2 separate regions of the Gossypium hirsutum genome follow, and region 2 is linked to region 1. A link is a contact called in public Hi-C data. All regions are on one chromosome and are shown on one strand. The core of a region is the stretch at or near the end of the contact, and the rest is flanking DNA. Distances in the headings are between cores, read along the strand shown.

Region 1 (5,350 bases), core at 895-3,394:
ACCGGGTCCATATATAGCAGCTGGACGAACAGCACAGGTATAAAGACATTTTCCAATATTATTCCTGCACAGCAAAGAATCCCCCATGTAACTAATTTCTCTTTGGAGCAGAAAAGGGTGAAGAGAAGGCATGTTCAATGGCAAACTTCAGTAATAATTTAATCTAGATTATCCACTATGCTAGAGTAGATTTTGTCATTCAAGTATATTCTGTGATGACCCCATGAGCTGATGTGGTAGAAACAGCTGAAGGAGAGCCAACAACATGCGCATCAGGAGGACCCCACGCAAGAAAACCAAATCTGTTATTCTTAAGAATTATGTGACCTAAGGGCAGGGGATATTTTGTAAAGGGGCAGTACAATCTATCTATTATAAATAAGTAGAAATGACCTAAGGAAAGCACGAAGGAATTGTCTAGAGTGTGACTGCTACTGCCTCCTCGCTTGGATTAGTTTCTTTGTACTGATCCATTTCTTCTCTTGAATTCACCATACTCTCCTATTTCTTCTTCCTCCTCTTTCGGTCTCTACTTCTTATTATAGTTGTTTGTATTGTTTGGAATTCATTTTGAGGTTGCAGGTTGGTCCATTTTTGGTGCTTTCGTTGCTCTAACTCTCCTCCACCATGGTTGATGGTACTCGATTGGCAAACTTAGATCTGGTAGTGGCTGTGCTTCAGGATGATTTTCAACTACAATCTCAAGCTCTTGCTCAACAAACTAAATCCCTAGACTCCCTTCAATCCACAGTTTCTATTCAGTATCAAACAATGGTTGATATGAAGCATCAAATGGAAGCTGTTACTACTCAACTCATTCAACTTGGGCAGTTAATTAAGGGTAAGGCCACGCAATCAATGATGCCTCCCGATGGAACCAAGGTTGAGACTGATTCCAGAACAACATTCAAGGGTGATCATACATCTCCTACCAACCATTGCCATCCGTCGCACCTTGAGTACGATTCTGATAGGGAAGAGTTTCCGTTCAAGCCCAAACCCGCTCAAGTGGAACTGACTAAATTTAATGGTACTGATCCCGAGTCTTGGATTTTCAATGTGGAGGAATTTTTTGATTTTTACAAAACTAATACTATCATACTATTCCACATACATATAAACTAATACTATCTTGTACCATTTTATTCAAGCCTAAAACAATAGTAGCAGAAAAGGTAACCAAACATGAGGATTCTGGCAGTTCGATTTACTTACTTTAAAGGGCGGCCGTTGTACTTAAGAACCACCTGCTCGGCAATTGATTTACTTCGACCATAGGGATCAAAGTGATCATCAATAGGGAAATAGGGCAAGGCCTCATTGCCATTGACAATCTCCTTTCCACCAAACACAACATTATATGTGCTGACATAAACAAGCCTAGTGATCCCAAATTCAAGGCAAGCCTCCAAGACATGGCAGGTTCCATTGATATTCACCTGGTCAACACGAGAGAACTGAAGCATTTCTTTCCCTGACATGCCGTAGGAAGCCAGGTGAAAAACGCAATTGGCACCACGAAGAGCATTTTCAACATCTTTCTTCGAGGTAAGATCGCCTGTTGCAACCACACAATTTAGGGCAATGGGTATAAGCATCTCAAAATGGTAAATTGAAGGCCTCCCCCGCATATTTAAAAAAAAAAAAAAGACACAGCACAAACTTTATGGTTCAATCCATCTAAGAAAGATAAGTTGAAAACTTTAAAGTTTCTAAGTTTTTGTTACTTTCTTCCGATCATCAGAAAGAAAATAATAGTAGTAGCAGAAGAAGAAGAAGCAGAAGAAAAGGGAAACCTTGGAGGCAGCGGACGCCGTGGTTGGTCAGTTGGAGGGACCAAGGGGAATGATGGCGGAGGTCAAAGGAGCGAACTTGGCGAGCACCTCTGCGGATGAGCTCCAAGCAAAGGGCAGAGCCGACGAAGCCCAGACCACCGGTGACCACGAAGGTGTTGCCTTCGATGCCTTCATTTTCGCTCAAGTGCATTTTGTTGTTGTAGCTGGATTGGATGCTAGGGTGAGATATAGGGTAATTTGGTGAATAAGTAGGGGGATTGGGACGGTGACCGATGGATGGAGACAAGTACTGAGGTTGGCCTTGGCACAATTTTAGTCAATACGGTGCTGCATACGTCTATTGCCTTTCCTCACGGTAATAATGAATTTATTTAATTTTAATTTATTAGATTGAATTATGAATTGGATTACTCGGCTTGATTTGAAGGTTCATTCTAAAAATAAGAGGATTTGAATAAAAATATAGTCTCAAAAAATAAGTTTAAGTAAAAAATAAAATTCGTTTAAAAAATAGATCAAGCCTCGGGTAATGTTTTTTGGCCTAGCCTTAACCCCAGCTGTAGCTCGAATTTGCAAAAAAGAAGAAGCTTGCAATTTTATAGCTATTTTGCTGCTTTTTTTCACTATTTTACTCTAATTTTATTGATGTGACATATAAATTAATTATCATTTGGATGTTAAGATAGCAATTAATTTTTTAAATTTTAAAAAAAAATTAAATATTAATATGGTGTGGGTTGTTACATTGATGCCATATAAGTAAAGTTAACAAAGTCAATTTTTTCAATCTATTTTAAAATAATTTGACAAATAATATAAGTTTAAAATATTAAAAGAAATAAAAATAATTAATAAATAATTAAAATAATTTTTTTTAAAATTGAAACACCAAATAAATCATTTTACCTATATAATATAATATAATATATCCATTTGAAGAGGGAACATGATTATTTTATTCATCTCCGATCCACTTAGAAATTAAAAACTTTTTCTTCAATTTTCTTTTATTCTTTTTTTTCCTCGCAATTGTGAAGGAGGCCGAAAAAGAAGAGGCAAATTTGGGTGAGATCAGTGCAAATTAAAGAAAAGGTACAAAAATGAATAAAGCTTCCATTTTAGGCTTATGTTATAGGTAGAAGAAACTGAAGTAGTTGAATGTTATTCCCCCACAACAAAATCAAAATCACATCTCATCATCATCCATTATTCTAATATTCATAATCTTTTATATAATTTATGTATTTGTTAGAATTGAGTGACCCGAATCCTTATACAATGATAAAATAAAATAAAAGTAAAATCCATATAGAACTACACTTCTTTTATTTTATTTTAAAATAAGGTTTTTCAACCTTATTATACTTCATCTATTTAATATTGATTAAAGTAAAGTGTTTCAACCTTACTACACTCATTCTATTAGAATATGGTTTTACAAGCCTATAAATAGACATAGTCTACTCCTCTTGTAATTAAAAATTCGAATTCGACATAGTGAATTATCTTCTCCTCTGCCAGTGGTTTTTTTCGAAATAGTTTCCACGTAAAATTATATGTGTTCTTTATTTTTCTTTCTCTTTTCTTTACGATACATTGTCATTACCGACATTTTATTTTTCACAAATTGATATCAGAGCTTTCCAGGTTGCTTATCTCAATCACGGTAATGACATCTTTGAAGTATGAAATTTTGCTATTGGATCGCAACACAAGATTCGCGTTTTGGTAAATTAAGATGCAGGCGGTTCTTGCGCAGATGGGTCTGGAGGATACCCTACTAAGGATAGATAAGATGCCTTTGACATTGACGGAGGAAGAGAAGAGGCATAAAGATTGAAATGTGTTAACACAGTTACATCTGCATTTTTCTAACAAAATTTTACAGGTTGTGATGAAGGAGAAGACCACCGCTGCATTATGGAAGAGGCTGTAACAAATATGTATGTCGAAAACTCTAATTAGCAAGCGGCATCTTTATGCTTATCGTTTGGAGGAAGATGCGTCTGTGCATGAACACTTAATAGTGTTTAAAGAAATTCTCTCAAACTTAGAGGCCATAGAGGTTTAGTATGATAAGGAAGATCTAGGGTTGATTCTACTTTGTTCATTGCCCTCGTCTTATTCAATATTTAGAGACACGATTTTATATAACCGCAAGTCTCTCACAACTGATGGGGCTTATGATTCTTTGAACTCGTATGACAAGGTGAAGTATCTTATGGTTAAACCCGACTCTCAAGGAGAGGGTCTCATTGTTCGTGGGAGACAAGATCGGAATGCTGATGATGATTGTGGAAGGACATAGGAACGGAATCCTCGTGGTAAATCTAAGAGAAAATCGAAATCTTCAAACAGAGGTAAAACTTGTAACTTCTGTAAGAAAAAATGACGCATTAAATCTGAGTATTTTAAGTTGCAGGACAAGATCAAAAGGGAGCCTGCGAATCAAAAGAGCAAATAACCAGAAAAATTTGGTGAAGCTGATGTTGTAGAAGACTACAGAGATGGTGAACTTCTAGTCGCTTCTATCAACAATTCTAAAGTGAGCAAGGAGTGGATCCTTGATTCGAGTTGCACCTTCCACATGAGTCCCAATCGGAATTGGTTTACAACTTACGAAACAATGTTTGAAGATGTTGTTTTGATGGGAAATAATGCTTCATATAAAATCACAGGTGTTGGAACAATTAAAGTTAAGATGTTTGATGGAATTGTCAGAAAACTTAGTAACGTGAGACATGTTCCAAAATTGAAGAGAAATTTAATTTTGTTAAGTACTCTTGATTCAAAGTGGTACAAATACACAGCTGAAAGTGGGGTTTTGAAGATTTCTAAAGGTTCCCTCGTTGTGATGAAAGAGTAGAGAAAGACTGCCAAGTTATATGTTTTGTAAGGTTCTACTGTTACTGATGATGCAGCTGTCGCTTCCTCTTCCCTATCAGATGATGATGTTACTAGACTTTGGCATATGCGCCTAAGACATATGAGTGAGAATGACATGGTAGAATTGAGCAAAAGAGGACTTCTTGATAAGTAAAGAATTTGCAAACTAAATTTTTGTGAGCACTAAGTTTTTTGGAAGCAAAATAGAGTTCAATTTACCAGAGGAATCCATAACACAAAAGGAACATTGGAGTATATTCATTTTGATTTGTGGGGGTCATCTAGAGTGCTTTCGAGAGGTAGAGCTAATTATCTGCTAACACTTAATAATGATTTTTCTAGAAAAGCTTGGGCGTTGTTCCTGAAGTAAAAAAGTGACGTGTTTTTTGCATTTAAGTCTTGGAAAATTATTAATGAAAAACAGACAGGAAAACAAATAAAACACCTCCGCACAGACAATGGCTTAGAGTTATGTTCTGATGAGTTTAATGAACTGTGCAAGTTAGAAGGGATCGCGAGATACTTGACAATTTGTCATACTCCACAGCAAAACAGCGTTGCAGAACGAATCAACAGAACGATCATGGAGAAGATTCGATGTATGTTGTTGAATGCTAACTTACCAAAGTCATTTTGGGACGAAGCAGCCTCTACAGCATGTTTTTTTA
Region 2 (5,350 bases), core at 944-3,443, 140 kb after region 1:
TGCTTTCATTTTGATTACTCAAAATGAAATTCTTACAATTTCACCACCTAACTTTTAAGTACTTTCATTTTAATTATCCAAACGTTAAATCTTTAATGGCAGTTAACTGTACACGTACATCATGTTTACACTTTCATTTTGGTCACCCAATTCCTATGTCATTTTCATTTTGGTCACTCAAAAAATATCTTCTTTTAGTATTGATCGGGGTAAAAAAAATATTAATAATTAAAGTGAAAAACAATAGAAACTGAAATAATGCATTAAAAATTATTAAATTGTACTTGTTTATCCCATTGCTGAAAGTTTTAATTTTTTCAATATTGAAAATTATCAAAATAAATTAAATAAGTTATTGAAAAACTTTATCCCTTGAAAGTGTTAGTTGATTTGTTACTATAATATTGAAATTAATTAATTTAATCTCCTAAAATTTTAAATTTTCAAATTAAAATCAACTCAAATAACTCATATTTAATAATTGTTTACGAAAAATAAATTTATGTTGACTATATGATCTTGAATTTTCCATGCTAAACTAAAAGTAAAGAAAAATCCTTATTTTATCTTTCATGCCAAACAAAACTCATAACTTTTTTCATCACTTATTTACCCAAACAAAGAACAATCAATTAATTTAATTAATTGTAAGGACTTTTCTCTTTACTTTCTGCTTAACATGAAAGATTGGAGATTATATAATCAAAAGAAACTTAAAATTTGTAGGCAACTATTAAATATGAGTTGTTTTCATTAAAGATAATTTGGAAACATAAAATAAAATTTTAAAATTTAGAAGGAAGTTAAATTAATGACTTCCAATATTATAGTAACAAATTGGATGACGATTTTTTGATGTTTTGAATTTTAAAATTTCAATATTAAAAAAAGAAATTTAGATTTTTCGGCAATGGGATAAACAAGTATAATTTGACAATTTTTGTGTATTATTTTAGCTTCTACCACTTTTTTACTTTAATCCTTGATTTTTTTTACCTCAACCAATACTTAAAAAAATGATATTTTTTGAGTGATCAAAATGAAAGCCACCTAGAAGTTGGGCGATCAAAATGAAAGTGTAAATATGATGTGACATATATAGTTAACTGCGTATTAGAGATATGAGTAAAATGAAAGTGAACTAAAATTTTGATGATAAATTGCAAGAACTTCAATGGATGCAGATTAGCGAATAAGTAGTTTACCCAAACTGAAAATTAGCTCATTAAACAACTCATTCTTTAACATGACTTTTGAAAAAGATTGAAGACATCTTTCAAAATAGATAAAGATCATATTGATAAGGATAAAGACGAAGAAAATCATGTGCTAAAAATAAGTAAGGTCTTTAAATTAAAGATTTTAGATTAGAGTTTGGACCCTCACTCACCGTGTCTATTTTCTTTTTCCCACTTTATACTCTGATTTCTATATGAGCCTACAAATAAAGAGGGGTTTAATAATGATAATAATATCCAGTAATTGTGATTAGCACAGTGATGGACATGGTCCTCTTGTTTGACCCTGCCAACCATTGCAACCCTAGTAGTGATACATGCTCCTCTTCCTTGATTCCTGGGGCTTAAGCAAAGCAAAATTATCATTTAAGTGGAAAGTGGAAGGAGATGATGACACGTCTCTTCCTCCTGAATTCCCTCTTTCAGTTTCAGCATACTGCCTATATGAATCTCATCTTCCTCCTTCCTCAAGATTCTGCCTCTTATACATTCACATCAATCATCTATCAAATCCTTGCTTCAAACTCAAATCCCTATCTAACACCACACTCATCTCTTGACACAATGATGTATCAAGTTACGTATTATCCATCAAATAAGATTGTTGATGAGGTTTAAATTTTATTAGTTGTTAATGAGTACTTAATCAATTAAATCTACCCATCACTTCTAAGCATCCTTTTAGATAGGTGGTGTGTTTAAAATTAATGGTTGCGATGGAATTAGTTATTATAACAATGAGATTAGATACTATAATTGTGAGATAAAATAAAATAAAATGCACTCTATTGAAACGAACATTTTATGTTCCATCATACGAGCATATTAATTGAGATTTGAGGGTCCAATCCAATCATTTTCCCAAATGAAACGAACCTGAAAGAGGAATTTTCAGCAACAAATTAGAAATCAAAGAAAGAAAAGGCTCCTAGGAATTGTTCTAAAACTTGGTTACGCAATTAAACTAAGCCAGCAGGCAGAGAGCATAAGAGAGGAATGTGAAAGATAATGATTCACAAAAGCCAGAAAGCTGGAAAGAATCAAATGAGTGAAAAAAGTTATAACAATCTTTAATCATCTAAGTCTAGTACAGTAATGAACAATGACATTCAATGGGGTCGACGATAAAAGTTGAAAGATCACTCGGAAGAATCAAAGTCCAAAAAGCTCAAGGATTTTGAGAAACAACGTGCCACTGCCAATGGGTTTCGGAAAAATAATTACTTTCTTTATTTGTTTGATGGAGGGTAGAGTCCAAATGCAAAAAGCCTGATGATTGATTGGATTTGGATGAATTTGAGGTGGGCTAATGCTAGACCCATTTTCAGAGATTGTACTCGACCCATTCATTCATCTAACCACTTCAGTTCAAATTCAATTCTGAAACTTATAAACACAAGTGAAGCGAAGAGATGAGAGAGTCTCCATCAAAAACAAACAAGCGTAAATACTGCTGTGAAGCCGCAGAGGTTTGAAGTGAAGTGAAGTGCATTCTGGCTGGTCGACAATGGGGATTTCGAGGTTTGTTTTACTCGTGTTTACGATCTCAATGCTGGCATCCCCGGCACTCTCCGATCTGGTTCTCTCCAAAGTCGATCGACGTGTGAGTTTCCATCTTCTCATTTCAATTTTCATTTCTCTTCCTTTAATGGATTTATTTATGATGATTATGTGAGTTCGGTTCTCCGATTTATTCACTGCCTCTTCCTCTCCATTTTCCTGTTTCTCAAACTTAATATCCTGGGTTGATCGAAATGCTTCCATAGCTGTGTCTCTACCATCTCTTCAAACCGTACCTTTTATGCTAACTTCGTTTCGCGTGGTCTTGCAGATTTATTTGACATCCCACATTGTTCGAATTTCTTCAACTTTAGAGGTGCTTCACAATACTTTCTCTTTTCACTCTCAAGTCTCAAAGTTGCTAATGTTATCTCTTTTTGATTCATTGTTCAAATCACTATCTCCTATTCTTAAACTTTGCTTCTCTTACAATGTGCTGTTATATTGTTTCTAGGTGGAGAATGCAGGTCCAGAGACTGTGTCTAAGGTTTTGTTGGCTTTTCCTGACCTTCAAGCCCAAAACTTGGCATATTTGATGGCTTCCCCGCATGAAGCCAAAGCGAAAGTCAAAGTCTCTGTTGTTTCTTTCCCTATTGATGTCGTCAAACCAGAAGATATGCCTCCTGGTGTAACATTCTATTCGGTATCATTGCCACAGGGATTAACCGTGGGCGCTAGCTTCACTTTTGATGTTTTGGCTGTATTTACCCATGCCTTGCGACCCATGCCCGAGCAAATCGGTCAGGCTGATATTCAGCTTGTACTGTACCAGGATAGTGCATACTATCTGTCTCCTTATGTTGTCAAGGTCCAGTCTCTAAGTCTTAAGCTGCTTGATTCTAGAATTGAATCCTATACAACACTGGAGAGCACAAAGGTCCAGGGTTCAGAAATCAAATATGGTCCTTATGAGAATCTCCCTGCATTCTCATCCTCACCTATAACAGTTCATTTCGAAAACAATCTGCCCTTTGCTATTGCTCAGGAATTGGTGAGAGAAATAGAAATATCCCATTGGGGTAATGTGCTGGTCACTGAGCATTACAAGCTCATCCATGGTGGTGCGCAAAGCAAGGGTGAATTTTCCAGGTTACTTTCATATGTTTTCCTTCACAGTTTCTGGTCCAGGTTGGAGATTCGTTTCTGATGTATTACCTTGACATTACAGGCTTGAACCCCAAGCCAGAGAAAATGTTCAAGGTCCTTCAGCCGTTAGGTATCTTGTTGCACATTTGCCTCCTAGGGCTCATTCTGTTTACTACAGGGATGCAATTGGCAATATATCTACGTCCCATCTGCGGGGTGACTCCAAAAAGGTTATATTGCAGATTAGGCTTTAAATAGTATCTATGACCTGATATTTCATTTTTACTGAAGTGCTACTCGTCTTTGCAGACAGAATTATTGATCGAACCAAGGTATCCCATGTTTGGTGGCTGGAGAACAGCTTTCACCATTGGATATGGCTTGCCACTTCAGGACTGTTTGTATGAATCAGAGGGGAGGCGCTTTCTTAACATTACATTTAGTAGCCCAATGATTGAGTTGGTTATTGATACTCTCATTGTGAAGGTTGGTAGCATGTCTTTCCTTAGGCCTCAGAATTATGGTGCAAAGAAATGATGGGAAATGTCCTTCCCAACCTTGGCTAAAACTTTGACTTAAAAAGTGTATTTAAGTACGTATTACAACTATTATTCAACTAGGATATTATAATGCTTTGTCCTTCAAGTACTCAAATTGGCACCTATGCTTCATTAGAATTAAGATATTTGCATGTGTAATATAGGAATTGCAGTCTGGTGAATAAAAAGAAAGTTGCTTTCTTAGCAGCCTTACTTTTACCTGGTACTTTGACTTTTATAGGTTGTGTTGCCTGAAGGTTCCAGTGACATATCTGCAGCAGCTCCATTTTTCATGAAGCAGTGGCAAGAGGTATTAGAAAGCTTAAGATTTGTGTTTGTATTTGACCATCTTTTTTTTAACCTAGGGCTCATGTGTTTGAGTTGAATTTCGAATCTGAAGTTTGTTGTCTTTTATGTATAATGTGCTTATGGTTGTATGCAGACCAAAATCTCCCACTTGGATATTGTTGGTAGAGCAGTAGTTGTGTTGGAAAAGACCAATCTTGTGCCAGAGCACAATCAATATTTTCAGGTACTCTTTTGTTCTCCATGTTCAATTGAAAAGGCATGCACACTGGTTCTAGCATATTAGTTTGAAGCCTCTACTCTGGTGCCTCCATATATAGAATTTTGTATAGTAGGATATATCATAACCCTATATTTTACAGGGTTATCTACTTTAATGGTTTAGTGTTTGTTCTTGTGTTTGTTTACCTTACAGGTCTATTACAAATTCAACAGATTATCGATGCTTAGAGAGCCACTGATGTTAATTTCAGGAATTTTCTTCTTTTTTGTTGCTTGCATTGTTTACATGCATGCTGATACATCAATCTCCAAGTTTTCTGCTTCTTATTTAGCTAAACAGCAGTGGGAAGAGGTGAGTAGGATATCACTATGCCATTTACTTGGTTCACCCAAATCAGC

The links. Hi-C and Micro-C count contacts between places; a contact is called where the count stands out from the background.
Region 2: a Hi-C map of leaf shows a contact between it and region 1, with 2.4 times the contacts expected there. The contact joins the promoter of LOC107922507 here to the promoter of LOC107922008 in region 1. A contact is called at or near these places in 8 of 34 Hi-C or Micro-C datasets (anther, hypocotyl, leaf and 2 more).

The regions. Positions count from the first base shown.
Region 1 is chrD01:15,487,553-15,492,902 of Gossypium_hirsutum_v2.1, forward strand. It overlaps LOC107922008 (short-chain dehydrogenase/reductase family 42E member 1), which reads right to left and starts at 2,145. Exons shown (of 5, transcript XM_041087121.1): 1 at 1,797-2,145; 2 at 1,216-1,558; 3 at 1-64. The coding sequence starts at 1,986.
Region 2 is chrD01:15,632,346-15,637,695 of Gossypium_hirsutum_v2.1, forward strand. LOC107922507 (dolichyl-diphosphooligosaccharide--protein glycosyltransferase subunit 1A) reads left to right here and starts at 2,194. Exons shown (of 10, transcript XM_041087129.1): 1 at 2,194-2,841; 2 at 3,070-3,114; 3 at 3,253-3,887; 4 at 3,967-4,114; 5 at 4,194-4,370; 6 at 4,665-4,733; 7 at 4,866-4,955; 8 at 5,145-5,303. The coding sequence starts at 2,746.